3 separate regions of the Danio rerio genome follow, and all the other regions are linked to region 2. Evidence: chromatin contacts called from public Hi-C and HiCAR-type data. All regions are on one chromosome and are shown on one strand. The core of a region is the stretch at or near the end of the contact, and the rest is flanking DNA. Distances in the headings are between cores, read along the strand shown.

Region 1 (3,172 bases), core at 593-3,092, 130 kb after region 2:
ATACAGGAACACCATTAAGGAGCAAGACTGAAAAAAATATCACATCCGTTTCACATTGGTCATCTGGAATAGCTCAACATTTTATAATGTATACCTAGTATAGCATGTGCAGGGTTTCGAAATGACAATACTTGTTCATGTGATAATCACATGGACACAGATTTCTCACAGATGCTTTCAAACCAAAACACCATGTGCTTCAAAACAGCATGCATATGGTATGTGTAGTTGTCACCATCACCATGGTGAAACCTGATATATTTTAATGAGAAATGGAAATCCGCAGCTGTCTGCTGTCCACCTACAGTAGCAAAATTATATAGTTTGTGTACTATAACTACAGACTGCAGGTTACAATCATACTACAGCAGCAAGTACTGCATGGAACACTTCAATCCAGTTCAACAGAGCTCGGACGTGTTTCCAACCCAATCAATCCAATGGTTTCTGCAAACACAATCAATGGACCACATGCATCAAAATTTATGACCAAAGCACTCTAAAAGTAAATAAGATTAAAAAAAAAATACCAGCCAAGTCTAAAGAGAAAAGTGTTAATGTTTAAGCAAGCATGCACAAAATTGCCAAAATGTTAAACTGTTATGACAGCAATGCTACAATCGCCATAAGCATGATGCCAAATTTTAAAAAAATTACACTAAACAAAATATGCACAGATAACGTTTGAGGTTTTCATTATATTTTATCTAAACAAATGCTTTGAACTTGAGTCTCTGAGTGTACTAAAACAGAAGTTTACATACTCTCTCAGAAAAATAACCTGCAACAGTTTCCCTATTAAGGTAAAGTTCACATTTGTTCAATGACAGCTTGTGGCACGCTCCTTATATTGTTTACTGTGGTACTTTGAATATTCAGTCTGAAATGACATGACGTCAAAACAACATTAGCACTATATATTTGACTGTGAACAATGTTGTACTTTGATAGTCATCGGCTGATAATATGATTTCACTATTTAAAATTTGCAAAGAAAACTTTTCTAAAATTATTTTATCAAAGAGAAAGTCTGAATGTGCTAATATAAAATCAAATTTACCTTAATTAAACAATATGCACAAATAACCTTTTGTGTTTTAATTACATTTTATCCAAACAAATACCTTGAACTTGAGACTCCGAGTGTACTGAAACATAAGCAAAAAATATACATAATAACCTGTAACAAAGATTCACTTCTTGTTTATTCAGCATGTGATCCTGCCAAACACAAACAACAAACTCCACTGGCATTAAATGACTATGGCAACCCTATTTTCCCGTAAAATACAATGATTACTACAATAATTGCTAATTAAACTGAAACTAGTGCCACCACTACCACCTAAAAAGCAATTAAGACAAAAGCAGACTGAAGCTTCATAGGCAATGTAAACTTTAAAACAGCAGCAATGTTTTTATCTCTTGCCGAAACTCTGCTGTTGTAATTAAGGGTTCTGGTTAACCTTTACACAAAACACGGAAAAGTAGTTTTTTTTCCAAAGCCCACAAAGGAAGATTGACTGTGGGTTTTGCATGATTAATAACCCAGCAGAGAAGTTTTTGTAATCCAGACTCACCTGAGACACGAGCGGGATGAGCGTTTGCTCCACCGAGCGAGTTTGGATCTCCAACCCGCAATCAAAGTTCCCACCGCCGCACGGAGACGAAGCCATTCCCGCCGATCCGACCCCCGCTGGAGCTCACAACAACACCGAGTTTGCTGGTCTCCCAATGCCGCAAGCGTGTGTTAGGTTTAGTTCAAAAGCAGGCGATGAGAGCGCTAAAATCCACGGGCACTCGCTCCTGAATGACGGACTGCTCATGTACATGCAATATAGCAAACTACAAGCACAGAAGTGAGTGAGTGACTGCTGCAGCCACTGGCGAGTCAGTATCCGACACAGAGAGAGAGAGAGAGAGAGAGACAGACAAACGCACACACATACACACGCACGCGCGCGAACTCAATCTGAATTGTATCCCAAAATGTTTATTAAATATACAGTTCATTATTATTTGTTTTTATAAGTTTATCCTAAATGTTGATTGTTGAATAGACTTTTTATTACTATGGTTTTACCCTAAAATGTTAATTGTTTATATACTGTTTATCATCATTGTTTTATCCTAAATGTCGATAGTTAAATAGACTGTTTATTATTATGGTTTTATCCTAAAATGTTAATTGTTTATATACGGTTTATCATTATTGTTCCATCCTAAAATGTTAATTGTTAATCTGTTTATAATTATTGTTTTATCTTAAAATGTTTATTGTTAAATAGATTGTTAATTATTGTTTTTATCAATACTATTATGTCATTTGTTTTCATGTGTACTCTTTAATGTAAACATCACAAATGCTTTGGCAATACAGATGTAACATTTGTCATGCCAATAAAGCATGTTTGGATATGCTGGATAAGTTGGCAGTTCATTCCACTGTGGCACCACTGATGAATAAAGGGACTAAGCTGAAGGAAAATGAATAATAGAGCTAGTTATTAGACAATATTAGAGACAATATTAGAGACACATTGGTCAATACACCATTTAGATATAAAAGTGATGTCCAAATTATCAATCAACTTATAATATATGCATATTCTATTTTATTACAGGATTTTATAAGTTCCTTAAACACCAAAATAACACCAGTCAACCACGGACTGAAAGAAAGAGTGAGAGAGAGAGAGATAACAGAGACTTTTCAAGCTATTTTAATAACAGAAATATTAAAGCATCAAACAGTAATTATCATCACACTATTTAACTTCAGGTCAAATAAATAAAAAAATAAATATTTTAAAAACAATTACCAAATTAAAAACTAATATTAAATTAAAGCTGTAGTTCATCTCAATGAAAAATTGCCATTAAAAGGATAGTTCACACACAGATTAAAACTCGTTCACCATTTATTCTCCCTGTAGTGGTTTTGAACCCTCATGAAAGTTCAGACTTTGCAAGTTTAATATGGAAAACAAACTCCTGAGGACACATCTGGTAAATCCTCAAATGGAACAGTGTACTTTATAACGTCATTCACATCAGCCTGGATACGCTGTTGCATCTCAACAATAAAATGAAGACATGACATAAGGAACTGCCTATTTTTGTTTTGATATTACTTAACAGACACTAAAAATATTGATGCATGTAGCTACAT
Region 2 (2,857 bases), core at 25-2,524:
CCCACCAGATATCAGCTGGTTCTCTGGACCTACAGATACACAGGGTTCATGCTTATTAAAAAACAATAACAACAAACTCACTATAGTTTTGCTACAATAAACTGTTTAAACGTGGTATTAGCAAAACTACAGTTTTTTATGACAATCATTGTGATAAAACAATACCACACATTTTTCATTGAGGTAAAATTGTTTTTTATTCGCACATTGGGACTTTCTGCCTAATAATATAATCTCGGTCGGAATAGTATTCTTTCCAATTTCTAAAGAGGGAAATCATATTTTCAGCTAATGGCTATCAAAATACTACATTGTTTGATCAATTAAATAGTCCTCGTGTTGTGGTCGTACATTCAAAGTTGCGTGGTAAACAATATAAGAGGGCATGTCACAAGTTGTCAGTGAGCTGATGTGCGAATATAAAACCAACTTTACCCTAATACTTTATTAATGTCCTCACAACTCTTAAACTGTAACAGATAGATTTTGACAATTATTCAAGACGTTTAAAAACTTACTGCAGTCTGGTTCATGGACCCACTGGACGGCGTTCACCCTTCCAGTATGTTTATTCAGCAGATCGACAACTCTTATTTCCTGATGACAATTCATAAAAAACATCAGCTCGAGACAAACCTGTCATACTAACACAGTCACCTGTCACTCATACATGACAGTTGACCATACATAAAACGTATTAACTATACAACTACCTAATCAAAATATCAAAATCTGTTCTCAAAAACATCGGTTTGGGTTTTAAGCTTGCACATACATGTATTAAAGAATCGGAAAGTGCAAATAAAAAAGAATACTTATAGTGTGAGTTAAATTACATGCCAGCATCACAAACAAAGCGAGTTAAATAATCACACAATCAGTACCTCTGGATTATAAATGGCAACTGAATTACATGTCCCAAACGCGATGAGCCCTCCTCTGCCCCAGGACACAACATTAGGAGCACGGTTTGCACAACAGGAGACATGACATGTGTCCATTACTGGCGCTGCCATCTTCAACGCTGCTATGTGTTACACTTAAAACGAACCGGAAGAATGTGCCACGATTGTAGTTCCGGAAAAAAAGTGTTAATAGTAGATTCCTCTGATATTACGGTTTGATTTAGCTCGAATAACACGTTATATACATTTATTATCGGAAAAAGGGAACGTGGTTGATATAGATATATAAAAAGCTCCATGCAATTCCAGTTTAGTGTAAGCGGAAGCTGGCGGACTGTTTTTGTGTAGCCTAATTTTCAGTCCGGTTTCAAACAACGCTGCCTGAATTCCAACAGTCTGTGTTTGGGTTTTCTGTGGTTTCATTTCGACATAATCGCTGTTTTAAGTGGATATAGACATGGAAGACAAAGAAGAAAAGAAAGCTCCATCAGTAATCGATCGTTATTTCACTCGCTGGTACAGAACTGGTAATATGAGCTAGTCAAATCTATTTTTCTTCTGTTTTCAGTTCATTTTACCCCAATGCTCACTGGGATTAGTATTCCTAATATAAAACAGTTTTGTTTATATATTTAATATATGCGTTATACGTTTGTAATTTTAAGTAAATCGTGAATTTTAAATGCGTATGTTAACGTTACTGTAGATCTGAAAGGAAAGCCATGTGAGGATCACTGCATTCTACAGCACTCTAACAGGTAGATATAAATGCATTCATTTTCTTTTCGGCTTAGTTCCTTTATTAATCTGGGGTCACCACAGCGGAATGAACCGCCAACTTATACAGCATATGTTTTTACGCAGCGGATGCCCTTCCAGCTGCAACCCATCTCTGGGAAACATCCATACACACTCATACACTATGGACAATTTAGCCTACCCAATTCACCTGTACCACCTCTTTGGACTGTGGGGGAAACCCATGCAAACGCAGGGAGAACATGCAAACTCCACACAGAAACGCCAACTGACCCAGCTGAGGCTCGAACCAGCGACCTTCTTGCTGTGAGATGACAGCACTACCTGCTGCGCTACTGCGTCGCCCTAGATTTTATTTATGTATTTTTTTTCAATTATGTACTCGCATATATTTTAATTTAAACTACAGCGTGTTTTACTGTACAACGTTATAACACTCGTAGAATTGTTTGTGGGGTTTTTCTATAAATATTTCCATACATTTTTACTCTGTACATAAATACAAACCTTCAACTTTAATCTTTAAAAAATATTAGCAGCTTTGCCTTCAATATGTTTTGTTGTATGTAAAATAAAAATTACTCATACTTTTCTATTTAATTGCTGCTGCACAGTTTTATAATCAAATTAAAGTAAATGCATAAGATTAGATGTAGTTTAGGGTATCCGCAGGGTCTTAAAAAGTCTTAAAACAGTGTGTCTGTGGGGTCTTAAAAAGTCTTAAAACAGGGTGTCCGCGGGGTCTTAAAAGGTATTAAAAGTGAATATTATATATATTATACTTTTATCTCAGATGCGATTAATTGTTTGACACCACTAATTATTTGTAAACTCACCTTTGCAGTGTCCTTATTTTCTTCTTATCAGGATATGCGTAATCACACTCGCAGAGTCTCATCCCATATTTCAGAATGGACGTAAAATTAAAAACATCAACTACCAGATCAGTGACGGATGCAGCCGTCTGAAGAACAAGGTTTCTGGAAAGTCAAAGCGAGTAAGGGCCATGCTTTCAATGATTTTCACACTGTTTACACGCACAATCAATACACTAATGGTTGTGATTAATTACTTCTGCATCTTTATTTACGCTTTCCTTGAACATTGAACACTATCAACAGCATTGTTTATTCTGCAGGGTGGTCAGTTTCTGACAGAGTTTGCCCCTCTATGTAGAATCACATGTACAGATG
Region 3 (3,252 bases), core at 556-3,055, 210 kb after region 2:
TTGGTAAATTTCAAACTACAGCTGATCAAATCATTACAGAACAGGTGCGTGACATTCTAATTCGATCTCTTTCTTCTTTATATGCTGTAGTGCTGTATTTATACCATAGTAATCTGGTAGTGTTTGCTTTGGCTTTTTCTGGGTTATTTATTGTGATCTCCCGATCAGAAAAATACAACAGAAAAATACTGAAAAATCTCTGTAGACTGATGACATTTCATGCCGTTCAGCCTTTTAATCTTAAAATGTCAGCAAAATCACCTGTTTTCTCATCACTTTAGACATTATGCTAGAGAATCATTCAAATACTAGCTCTAAAGTGACTCTGGTAAATTAGCAACGGCTTCAGTTGTTCTGAAGTCAGCTGCAGATGTGAATGAATGGTGAAAGAAAGTAGTTCCTCGTACAAAATGATTTTTGAGACTGCTTGTTTGCGATTTCGAAGACATTTGTGACCCTGGACCAAAAGATGTAGCATCGGTATTATACATCGTATGAGTTATGAGTCAAACTTTGATGCCAAAAATCATTCAAATGTTAGGTAAAGATGATCTTCCACGTTCAACATTTTGTGAATTTTCTGTATAAAAAGTACATTTTTGATTGGTAATGTGCATTGCACTTAATTTAGATGCTTTAAAGTAGATTTTTAAAGTAAATTTTCTCAGTATTTATTTTTGAACTTCAAGTGGGCGAAGCAGTGGCACAGTAGGTAGTGCTGTCGCCTCACAGCAAGAAGGTCGCTGGGTCGCTGGTTTGAGCCTCAGCTCAGTTGGCGTTTCTGTGTGGAGTTTGCATGTTCTCCCTGCGTTTGCGTGGGTTTCCTCTGGGTGCTCCCGTTTCCCCCACAGTCCAAAGACATGTGGTACAGGTGAATGGGGTCGGCTAAATTGTCCAGTGTGTGTGGATGTTTCCCAGAGATGGGTTGTGGCTGGAATCCGCTGAATAAAAACTTGTTAGATAAGTTGGTGGTTCATTCCGCTGTGGCGATCCCGGATTTAAAAAGGGACTAAGCCAACAAGAAAATGAATGAACTTCAAGTTTCCAGTTTTTTTTTTCTAACAGTTTATAGACATAAAAATCTATTATTCTATGCTAACAAGATGCATCAATGTACATATTATTTAATCAGTTTTTAAATTATGTAAAAAATCTTTTTTTTTATGGTTTTGTGGTATTTCCACAGAAAAATTATTATGGTTCCCCAAAGAATCTTCATTTATTGATTTATTCATTTATTTATTTATTTTTATTTTTTATTCATTTTAATGCGTGTATGTATATATTTCTTTGTTTGTTTGTTTATTTCAACAACACATTAATCATCCAAAGAAAATTTCTCCTTTATGAAAAAATATCCTATTATTTGTGGTATGAAAATGTTCAATAAACATTAAAGCTTCTTAAAAGACGAAAGTTCTGGAAACATTCATCCCGTCTTCTGAATCCCATGTTTGAAATTATTTTTCCATTTTACAGATTTGACAAATGATACGATAATCTCGGTTTTCTTTTTATATATCTGAACAAAAAAATATATAGTTGTTTCACTGTCACATGAATCTTGAATGCCAAAACGTTTACAATACATCTCAAAATTCACAAAATAGACTAGCATTATGTGATCCAAAAAGACAATTTTAGTGCTCGCTCGCAAAGATCGTCTTCAGTTCACCTGTTCTTGTTTACTGGAATATTAATCTGACATCCACCAAATCCTTGGAGGGGTCCGTTTGTTATTGGTTCTGACGTCAACAGGGATGAAGAGTATGAAAACTTTCCAGTAGCTCCAGCGGTGTATAGATGTGTAAAAGTGCGCATGCCTTTGTGTGTGCGAGCGCGACTCCCATCTGATGAATGGATCCTGCTCGCGTATGGACAATTTTTTAAATCGTCTAATTCTGGATTCAATGCATTTATCAGTCGTGACCAGTGATGTCTTGGATTCTAATGTGGTCCCTACTTTCTGCTTGTGCACCACAGGTAAGAAGCAATCCTATTCATAAGAGCTATTTGTATCGTCATTACATGAAAAATCTATATTTGTCTTATGTGTTCTTTACTTAAACATTATAATACCTACGTAATTTTTATTTGTTTGTTTGTTAGTTGCTTGCAATGACTGTCTAGTTTAAACATGACATGCAGTGGAAATTATATTTGTGTGTAAGATGCTATTAATAAAATAATATATAAAATTATCTAGAACTATATTTCTATTAACAAGGTTTGTTGTCTGCGTATTACAATTAGTTTTATATGTGCATACCTGTACACTTAATATAATCTGAATATGATTCAGATTGGTTTGTATTTGATCTAACTTTGCACAAAAATCAATACACGTCTTAATTAATTATCTAAAATGCACAAAGGATTAACACTTCAATGACGGGAATTCTCAATGAATGACATCATGTTTGACTCATTTAAGGAATGTAATGACAGCATGTAATATTGGGATGTGTGAGAGTTTACTGCCGCCCTGTGGACGCAAATGAATCATTAAAACAATATTAGATTGAATCATTTGAAATTTATGAATCTTAATTCACTCCGTTATGTCTATCAACACGACAGACATTGTTTAAAACCGTCACCCAGAAGGCATACTTATCCTGCCCTAAACTTGACATAGCTGCTACTTATCTGACCCAGGCTATAAGAAGTCAGGGGGTAAAGATCCTACAGCTGTAAACAACAATCTGGATCATTTTGTTTGTCGTATGTAATTTAAAAGCATTGCAGTGTTAAGCTTTTGAAAAATATTTTAAAACAATCTAATTAATATATGTGCAAAAAAAAACTATATAGTGTAGTGTACTAGATGTATTTTAATTCTCTCTCTCTCAACAGATTTATATATTTATTTAAAAAGTATTTTAGTCACCAAACATATTTAAAAATGGAAAGATAATACAATTAAATTCAAGCAAAATATTGCAAAAAATGACAACCTACAAAATCTCAACTAAATAAAAAAAGAAAATTTGCTTCTCTTGATTTTTTTTCTCTTTTTTAAATTTGTATTTAATATTTTTTTAGAACATACATTAGGGTGTACTAGTTTTTGGATCGTTATCATAGTTTGTTTTGTTAGATAAGCTCCAGAAAACCCTTGCTACTTCACCAACGTCACTTTAGAGCTAGTATTTGAATAATTATCTAAACTAACTAGTGCAATGTTAAGAGTGATGACAAAACAGGTGATTTTGCTGACATTTTAAGATTATAAGGCTGTACAGCATGAAA

What was found. A called contact is a pair of places that touch in the nucleus more often than the background predicts. HiCAR-type assays count read pairs that join an accessible place to other places.
Region 1: a HiCAR-type map of caudal fin shows a contact between it and region 2, with 5 times the contacts expected there. The contact joins the promoter of ctnnal1 here to the promoter of abitram in region 2. A contact is called at or near these places in 6 of 18 Hi-C or Micro-C datasets (caudal fin, embryo, hematopoietic stem cells and 1 more) and 3 of 4 datasets of contacts at active chromatin or transcription factors (caudal fin, embryo and gastrula embryo).
Region 3: a contact with region 2 is called in a Hi-C map of hematopoietic stem cells, with 3 times the contacts expected there. The contact joins the promoter of ccn4a here to the promoter of abitram in region 2. A contact is called at or near these places in 5 of 18 Hi-C or Micro-C datasets (caudal fin, embryo, hematopoietic stem cells and 1 more) and 2 of 4 datasets of contacts at active chromatin or transcription factors (caudal fin and gastrula embryo).

Annotation. Positions count from the first base shown.
Region 1 is chr19:37,324,897-37,328,068 of GRCz12tu, forward strand. It overlaps ctnnal1 (catenin (cadherin-associated protein), alpha-like 1), which reads right to left and starts at 1,843. Exons shown (of 19, transcript NM_001144054.1): 1 at 1,581-1,843. The coding sequence starts at 1,676.
Region 2 is chr19:37,194,367-37,197,223 of GRCz12tu, forward strand. It overlaps abitram (actin binding transcription modulator), which reads left to right and starts at 1,275. Exons shown (of 6, transcript NM_001044929.3): 1 at 1,275-1,432; 2 at 1,612-1,663; 3 at 2,532-2,661; 4 at 2,803-2,857. The coding sequence starts at 1,363. It overlaps elp2 (elongator acetyltransferase complex subunit 2), which reads right to left and starts at 1,023. Exons shown (of 22, transcript NM_001044925.1): 1 at 885-1,023; 2 at 519-597; 3 at 1-29. The coding sequence starts at 1,016.
Region 3 is chr19:37,401,776-37,405,027 of GRCz12tu, forward strand. It overlaps ccn4a (cellular communication network factor 4a), which reads left to right and starts at 1,806. Exons shown (of 5, transcript NM_001166230.1): 1 at 1,806-1,983. The coding sequence starts at 1,936.